Regions from separate parts of the Mus musculus genome. Here all the other regions are linked to region 3. A link is a contact called in public Hi-C and promoter capture Hi-C data. All regions are on one chromosome and are shown on one strand. The core of a region is the stretch at or near the end of the contact, and the rest is flanking DNA. Distances in the headings are between cores, read along the strand shown.

Region 1 (2,700 bases), core at 19-2,518, 1.6 Mb after region 3:
TACTGACCACAAGCGTGAGCTACTATACTGAGCTCACTACAGGGGTGATGTGTCAATCATTTATATACCTAGAGACCTGGCCTGAGTCCTTTAGGTGATCAAAGAGTGGACCTTCAGCCAAGTGAGGGCCTGGGAGTTGTTCCCACCCACTTACTACCACAGAGGCCCGGTAGGAAGGCCCAGTCTTTCTGGGCTTACATCCTGCAGGTCCCCCAGAACCTCCACTGTCCAGATTGTGACCCACCTCTGGTGAGGCATTTACTCGTTAATGAATATCAGGCCACAGGACACCCACTGGATCCACCTTGCTGAGTGCAAAAGGGTGGGTGTGCTGAGGTAGGCACTATTTCTATTTTCAAACTGTTCTGCCAAATCTTCCCTCAACAACAGCCGGCCTCAGGCTGCTGAAACCAGCTGGATTAGCATGGGTTCCTCCACCGCCTGGGAAGGCAAACCCATACAGTATATGGGTGCCTCCCTCCCTCAGCCAGCATAGATCTACAGCAGCCACTGGTTATCCCGAGCCCTGGGACAGACCCTCCAGGGTGCCATAGCAACAGCAGAGCAGTGAGTGCCCTGAGTGTGTGGGGGCTGGGGGCTGCTTCAATGCCTTCCGGCCATCCTGGCTGCTAGCGAACACCAGAACCTTCCTGAAATGGAACAAGTACATTCCTTTCTATACTCTCCAGTGTACCCAGCGCATTATCTCTTTGCCACCATCGTGGGAACGGAATTAAAGTAGTTATATTCAGGGCAGAGGTGCTAACCACAGGCTCAGACAGTGATGCCATTTGACAATACGAAGTAACAAGGGGCTTGGGCATAGACAGGACAGCCAGCAGCACCAGGGCCCTGACCCGCAGGTTCCATCCTCTTCCTGGGATCTCACAGAAAGGCTGAAAGTTCACAGGATTGGGCTGCTTACAATCCTAAATATTCCCTGTGCCTGTACCCTGCTGACCCTGTGAGAAAGCCTTGGCCATTCTGCATAGATAGCATGTGGGTGGGGGAGGACTTTTCTGCTCGAGGAGAATGACTTTTTGCGGAGGAATTCAATACACAGGCTAGACCATTCTTATGTAGCTTGGGAATGGGCTGCTCACTAACACAAGCACTCTCAGTGGTGCTGTGGGAAAGGGAAAAAAAAAGCTGCCAAAATCTTCCTCCTGTAGGACATCTGGCCTTGCAGATGGGGTGGAGAGGTCATGAGTAGTTATAAAGATGATCATTAACTTAGGGAGAGGTTAAAGGTGACTGGCTGGTGAGTGGGTGTCACTGGGGCAGCGGGTAGGCTCTGCTGGGAGCCGCAGGGCAGCGCTGGCAGGAAGTGGCAGGGTGGGGCCCGCCAGGATCCCGCTATCTCAGGCAACCCAATCACTGACGCCCACACAGCCGTTTCCTGAGCTTAAAAAAATCTGTTTCTCTCTTTGCAAATCAACAACTTTTACCTAGAAACTTCAGCGGTGAGTTCTGACTGATCTCCATCTCCGTCCGTTGAAGAAAATACACCACTGTTTACCTGAGGGAGGCGTGTGCTCACTCCAACTGGCGTGTTTCAGGGCTGTTTTGCATGTGTCTGAAAGCAATCAACTGCTTCAGTCCCAGACACCTGCAGGTTATTTAATACATTGATGGACCTTTCTAGAAAAGATCTCCAGGCAGGAGAATGTAGAGCTTTCAAGACATCCAATTTCTGTGCACATCCCAGCAGCCTAAGGCTCACACTCTGAAGCTTCAAGGAGAAAACTATACCCTTAGCATCAAGCTGCTAGCCACCTCAGCTGCTACCAGCAGCAGTGACTGTCCAGATGCTTAGGGAGACTATTCGACAGACCAAACTGATCTCTGTGAGAGCAGAGACTGAACTCCAAGATAGAACACAACAGCAGAGTAGTGTATAACCCCAGGCCCACACTGACACTCATCCTGGGTAATGATTCTCAGGGGACCCAGGGCTGGCTTTAAATTTGACACCTTAAACATCAACACTTTTCAACAGAAGACATTTTTCTGAATTGTCACCTCATCTGGGTCAGGCCCAGGTGACACAGGTGGCTGTGGGGGGTGAACACATAATACAATACAGATCCCACACAACACCACCATGCCAAGTGCTTTACTGACATCTTGGACTCAGGGCTGCCCAGGGACATCTGCCTGGGGCCTTCACATTCCCCAAAGCAGCCTGACTGAACAACCCCTTAGAGTTGGATAGGTAGCCCAGAGCCCACTAGCTCCTTCAGGTTAGAAAAGCCCAGGTAGGAAGGTGGTGGCCTAAGAGCTCTCTCACATGCAGGGCAGCAGGACTGCAGAGAAGCCACTGTCTCTCCTGACTCCTGAGCCAGGTAAAGCATGTCTTGGGAAGCACTGTGGCATGCTTTCTCCATCAGAAGGCCGACCATCCCTGGAGGTCCTTGGGCAGGCACCCTCACCTCATCTATCTCCTCCTAGCCATGCTGGGACCAGCCCACTGCAGAGTTCCACATCTGTCTGACATCCCAAGGGACTGAGCAATGGGGTGTGACCAGCTAAAGGTATTTATTGCTGTACACTGGTCATATGGTTTTCCCCAATGGAAATTGGGTAGGCAGAAAACCACCATCCAAAAACAGTGTATAATGGGGCAGGAGGATGGTTGAGTTCCCAGTCACCATAGAGATCCTGTCTCAAACACCATAAAATAAGATAAAGTTTCCACTT
Region 2 (2,700 bases), core at 160-2,659, 1.0 Mb before region 3:
TTAAAAAAATCTTCTTGAATACAAGATTAACACAAGAAGTCCATCTTCCAGTATAATAGCAATGAGCAACTGAATGGTTAGCAATTTCCCCGAGTATGTAGCACCACAGCTCAAAGGAGACACAAAGAGAAGCATATACTAAATTTCACAAAGATCCTTGGATGAAGATAAATTTCTTTTTCAAAAATGAATCAAGCCAGGCACGGTGGCACAGGTCTTTAATTCCAGCACTTGGGAGTCAGAGACGAGGGATCTCTGTGAACTCAAGGCCAGCCTGAGCTACATGGCAAATTCCCATACAGCCAGGAATACATAGAGCAGTCACTCTAAACCTTCCTAACGCTGCGGCCCTTTGATACATTTCCTCATGTTGAGGTGACTCCCAACCAAAAAATTATTTTTGTTGCTATGTTATAATTGTAATGTTGTAACTGAGCAGTATCTCAGTTCCTAAAGCCATTGGGAATTAGTGTTTTCTGATTGTCTTAACCGAAAGGTAAAGAACCACTGACACAGAGAGATCCAGTGTCCAGAAAAAAGAAAAAAAAAATCAAATAAGAATATGCACTGGCCTAGTAAATAGAAGACAACACCAAGATGTTGCTTTCCTCAATTTACACTATAAATTCAAAACACAATCCCAACAAGAATGCTAACATCTTGTGTAACAGCAGAAAGCCGTTCTAAGGTTTATATGTAAAGGGGGAAAAAAAACCCTCAACGTTCCAGACAATTCTAAATAAATAGTACACAAATAAAAGATTTTATCTTTACAAAGAAATTTAATGATCATAATAGTGTACGAATATTTGGAAACTAATTTATCTACAAAACAGTATAAAAAAAGAACCTCACAAAATAGTCAATGTTCTTTTAAAAGAGCAAATTAAACTCAGGAGAGTAATTGTCTTCACAAATACTATCCAACATAGGCATAAATAAGCAAAAACTTAAGAGTTTACAACTCCCACAAAAGTATTTCAAAGTGGACTCTCCACCAATATGTGAAGACAACTCAGGGGAACCGGCAGGACCTTGAGTTCAGCAAACAGCCTCAGGGTACAACACAAAAACCACTTCGTGGCCGTGACGTCACCGACACGGAGGGCGGGGCCTCCCCTGCGGCGCCCTGAGCTCTGCGCAGACGCGGCCGAAGGGCGGAGCGACACAGCCGCAGCGACCTAGTCGCCGCCAACCGCAGCGGGCCTAACGCCGCACAAGCGAAGAGCTACCGATAGCTGCCACTCCTCTCCACCTGGGACAGCGGCCCTGCGCTCACCATGTCGCGGCTTCCGAGCTGCCCGTGCTCCCCTCACAGCGGCGGCCACAGCGCAGCACACGCACCCACGGGGCCTCCCTGAGCCACGGAGTTCAGTCTACAACACGGCGGACAGAGAAAATCCGCCTCCCACTGCCCTACCTCGCTCTTGATTGAGTGGTGTAAGCTTGAAGGCCCTGATTGGCTAGGTCCGCCCAGCGACTGCTGATTGACAGCAGGAGCTGAAGTGATGACCAGGCAGTCTCTGCCCTGGACTGCCTGCCTTTTACTCCAGCATATGGTCAGGAGAATTTACATTGACGCAGAACTTGTTCTTGTTCTTGGAGAGCTGGGCCCTGCTGTCTCAGTGAACTCGGCAAGCACTTCCTAGTCTAACAGGGTACCAGATGGTTCTCGTAAGCAGTCCAGTTACCAACTCAGTGTCTAATACAATGGCCCCTGTGCCTCAGACCTAGGAGGCCAGTCAGACCACTCTGGTTCCAGTTGATACTGAGAGGTTGAGAGCACATGCTGCTCTTCAGAGGACCCAAGTTCAATTTCCAGAACCCACATCGGGTGACTCCAAACTGTCTGCAAATACGGCTGCTTAGAGAACCCAGGACCACCAGTCCAGGGATGGCCCCAGCCACAATGGGCTTTCCCCCCATTAATCTCTAATTTTTAAAAATGACCTCACAGGCTTGCTTACAGCCCAAGCTCATGGAGACATTTTCAATTGAGGCTCCCCACTCTGATGACTCAAGCTTGTGTCAAATTGACATAAAACTAGCCTGCACAAATAAACATACCCAATGCAAACAAACAGACAAAATTAGAGTTGATAAAAAAAAAAACAGGAGCTGGAGAGATCGCTCAGTGATTAAGGGCACTTGCCTGACATAGTTACATTTCTGTTGCTATGATAAAACTTCATGATTGAAGTGACTTATAAAACAGTTTAACCAGGCTTAGAGGTGCAGTGTGTAACAGTCCATGCTGGTATTGTTAAGGCTTGGCCACAGGCTGAGGACTCACACCTTAATCCACTGAGAATGGCACAAGTCTTTTAAAACCTCGAAGACCACCTCCACCACCAAGGCTGCACCCAATTCTTCCCAAACAGTTCCATCACTGGGGACCAAACACTGAAACATGGCCTATGGAAGCCATTCTCATTCAAACCACCTCCTTCCACTCCCTGGCCCCCATAGACCATACTATAATGCAAAATGCATTTGGTTCTCCGTCAAAAGTCCCCATAGACTTTCACAGTCTCAACATTATTTAAAGGTCCAAATATCTTCTAAGGCTCAAGACAATTCTCTCCTTGGCGGATGTCTCATGGCTCTAGGATCTCCACTGAAATCCAGGTTTGAATTCCAAAATGACTCACAATAGCTTCTCAGTACCTTCCATGCAGGGACTACACTGCCATACACTCT
Region 3 (2,700 bases), core at 12-2,511:
GGACTAAAGGCGTGCGCCACCACCGCCAGGCTTTTTTTTCCCCCTCTGAGGTTTTCGAGACTCTAGATCCTGTTCCGCAATCACAGTTTATCTACAAAACGGAACCTGACAGGCTCTCAAACAGTAGGTGCTCAGCGAATGCACAATCTTTAACTATATTCAGGAAGTGCTAAGACAACACTAGCACCCGGGAGGCAGAGGAAGAGTTCCAGGCCAGCCTGCTGTACATAGTGAGTTCCAGGACAGTCAGCCCTACACTGAGACTCTGTCCCCTCCATTAACAAAACAGAAAACCAAACCAAATCAAAATAAAGTAAAATAAAGTAAAAGAAAAAAAAAAGATATGCATATTTCTAGTTGCTGCTCTCTCGCTCAGCTTTGTCTGTTCAGAGATGCACACTCTGAAGCCAAATACATGCTCTCTCGCTTGATCTCTCTCCGTCCCTCCTCCCTCCCCACCTCTGTAATTTTGCGCATCACAGCGATGCCTTTCACCCACGAAGACTCTATTCTTCCTCTCCAGGGACCCAGGGAAACTTCACCCAGTCTGATGCCCGACTAGACACAGAAGGTGCCTGATGCGTGCAGAGACTTCCGGTCCCCGGGGAGGGCGGGCCGAGTCTGAGCAAGGATCTAGGCGTGCGGGGCATGTGTTTGCTCCAGGTCAGAAGCACGCTAGCCCCCTCTCTTCTTCGGCTGGAACGCACACCGTAAGCGACAAGAATTGTGTGAGGGTGGAGACCAGACAGTGATTCAACAGGTCTGGAGCAGAACACCCCCCCTCACACACATACACACACCCCGTGCGCGTGCCCATCCCTCAGCTCTTCACTCAGACATATCCGGTAGGTGGTTGATAAATGCTCAGGCAAGGCGGGCAGGGGATAGCTGCATTTTTCAGACCTGAGATGGGGAAGAGAAAGGACGTGGACACGGTACTCAGAGTTCAGGGACTGGATTAGGGGTGGCGGCCCTGGGCGTGACAGCTTTCCCTGAAGACATTGGAGTTCCCCAAAACGAGTTCACGGAATAAGTGCAGAGAAGTCCCTAAGCTGACAGACTGGCGGGCATCTGACCCTGGGCCCCTTCCTGCGTTGCGGTCCCTACCTTGCAGGTGGTTGTGCCTTCGGAGGATGCTTGCGAAAGGGACGCAGTGGCTGCTCTGGGAACCTCGAGTGGGAACAGCAGAAGCAGAAGGGACAAAAATGGTAGGATCGGAGACCAGGACATGGCTGCGGAGGAAAAAGCTGGCAGGACTGCTTGGTCAGGCCAGGAAGGCGGGAGACTTTAAGCAAGTGGAGGCCCCACCCACTAAGTCCACGCCCCATCCAGGCTCCTTCTAACCCTGGGACTCCTTTCCTGAAGGCTCCGCCCCAGCCAGGTGCTGGTCCCAAATCACGAGGCCACAAGACTCTGTCCAGCCTCCAGTCCTCCGCGGCTAGCATGTCTGGTCACGTGAAGTTTTTGGATCAGGCATGGGAAGGGGGACTCCAGACAGTGACGACCAGACCGAGGGACAGGAGGCTCATGTTCTTCCCCAGAGCCCAGCGGAGGTGGGGGAGTGACACATTCTCATCACTAATTCTTACTGCCATGACTCCAGGTCACAGCAAGCCAGCCCCGCCCGCCCGGCACATCCCCCCACCTCCGCTGATTCAGGCCACAGCAAAGAAGCTAGCTTAGGCAGGGCAACTTCCCATCTCTGGTTCTGGGCCCTGGCTTGGGTTGAGGACATAGCTGAGGTACTTGCTTCCAGCAACTGAGTGTGAGACTGGAGATGTGCCTGGACTCCAGACACTGTCCTTTTCCATCAGCTGCGGTTTCCCAGTCTGTGAAATGGGGTGCTAGTGACACATGACTGTGGATAGAGTCGCCAGGAAAGGATCATGCTGTGAGAGCCTCTGCACCAAGTCAGTTTGAGAATTGAACCCTGGGTCCCTGGAGCAGTGACAGGCCACAGAACAGCAGCACCAGCAGGAAAAGTTCCAGCTCCAAGCGTGAGAAAACCGGGTTTTCTGTGTAGGAGACAGCAAGCTAGAGGGGATGGCGATTTGGGATGGCTACATGCTGAGTTCTGTTCTAACCAAGTCTTGATTCCAACCCTCACCCCTCTGCAAGCTGGGCAGAGACCACCCCTGAGGCCACGAGTACGGATAACATTTGTTTTCTCTTTTGTTGATTTGTCTCCCCAGCTAATAAGCTTGTGATTGTGCCTCAGCTTCCCAGGCTCTGGGGTCACAAGGTGCTGTTTGTCTTAGGTCACTTGCAGGATGCAGCATGGACCAAGGCCAACTGAACCCATAGGGTAGTGGGTCAGGGACGGGTTCTGTCCGTTACTGTCCTAGCTGAGCCTAAACGCGCTGGAGGGGGAATGGGAGCACTTGGCAAAGTACTCATGGGCTTAAGTCTTGATGTGTTCCTACCCTAGTGCAGGACTTTTGCTAATGAGCACAGATCCTGGGGTCTGGTCAGCAAGTGTGCAGAGGGCCAGAGCTTGGTCTCCCCTCACAAATCAGGGAGACTAGGGACAGGCGACACCCGCCTGGGTGGCTGGGAGGTTGTTGCCTTTCTTCCTGATGAGGAAGTTAAGGACGACATGGGCGTCACAGCTTGTGTCTGTCCGAGCACCCTGGAGCTGGGGCAGCAGAAGAGGGGCTGTTCTTGGGTTTAGGGTCCCTGGCAGGCCAGGACATGGGTATG

What was found. Promoter capture Hi-C pulls out the DNA fragments that hold promoters and counts their contacts. Hi-C and Micro-C count contacts between places; a contact is called where the count stands out from the background.
Region 1: a Hi-C map of B cells shows a contact between it and region 3, with 6 read pairs. The contact joins the enhancer-like site here to the promoter of Ifi30 in region 3. A contact is called at or near these places in 2 of 39 promoter capture datasets (liver and pre-B cells), 1 of 484 Hi-C or Micro-C datasets (B cells) and 1 of 9 other capture datasets (adipose tissue).
Region 2: a contact with region 3 is called in a promoter capture Hi-C map of liver, with 4 times the contacts expected there. The contact joins the promoter of Zfp963 here to the promoter of Ifi30 in region 3. A contact is called at or near these places in 3 of 39 promoter capture datasets (cranial neural crest, liver and pre-B cells).

The regions. Positions count from the first base shown.
Region 1 is chr8:72,353,138-72,355,837 of GRCm38.p6, forward strand. All of the region lies in intron 22 of Eps15l1 (epidermal growth factor receptor pathway substrate 15-like 1), which reads right to left. Among named protein-coding and RNA genes, the nearest start is that of Klf2, 35 kb to the left of the region's middle. Within about 2 kb of position 1,269, at least 99 of the 459 cell types and tissues checked have an H3K27ac peak or open chromatin away from gene starts, as enhancers often do. A contact at or near this core is called in B cells, adipose tissue and liver, where this site is marked.
Region 2 is chr8:69,748,553-69,751,252 of GRCm38.p6, forward strand. It overlaps Zfp963 (zinc finger protein 963), which reads right to left and starts at 1,410. Exons shown (of 4, transcript NM_001200023.1): 1 at 1,280-1,410. The coding sequence starts at 1,282.
Region 3 is chr8:70,765,402-70,768,101 of GRCm38.p6, forward strand. Ifi30 (interferon gamma inducible protein 30) reads right to left here and starts at 1,262. Exons shown (of 8, transcript NM_023065.3): 1 at 1,108-1,262. The coding sequence starts at 1,230. 6330537M06Rik (a long non-coding RNA gene) reads left to right here. Exons shown (of 2, transcript XR_003947402.1): 2 at 524-2,174.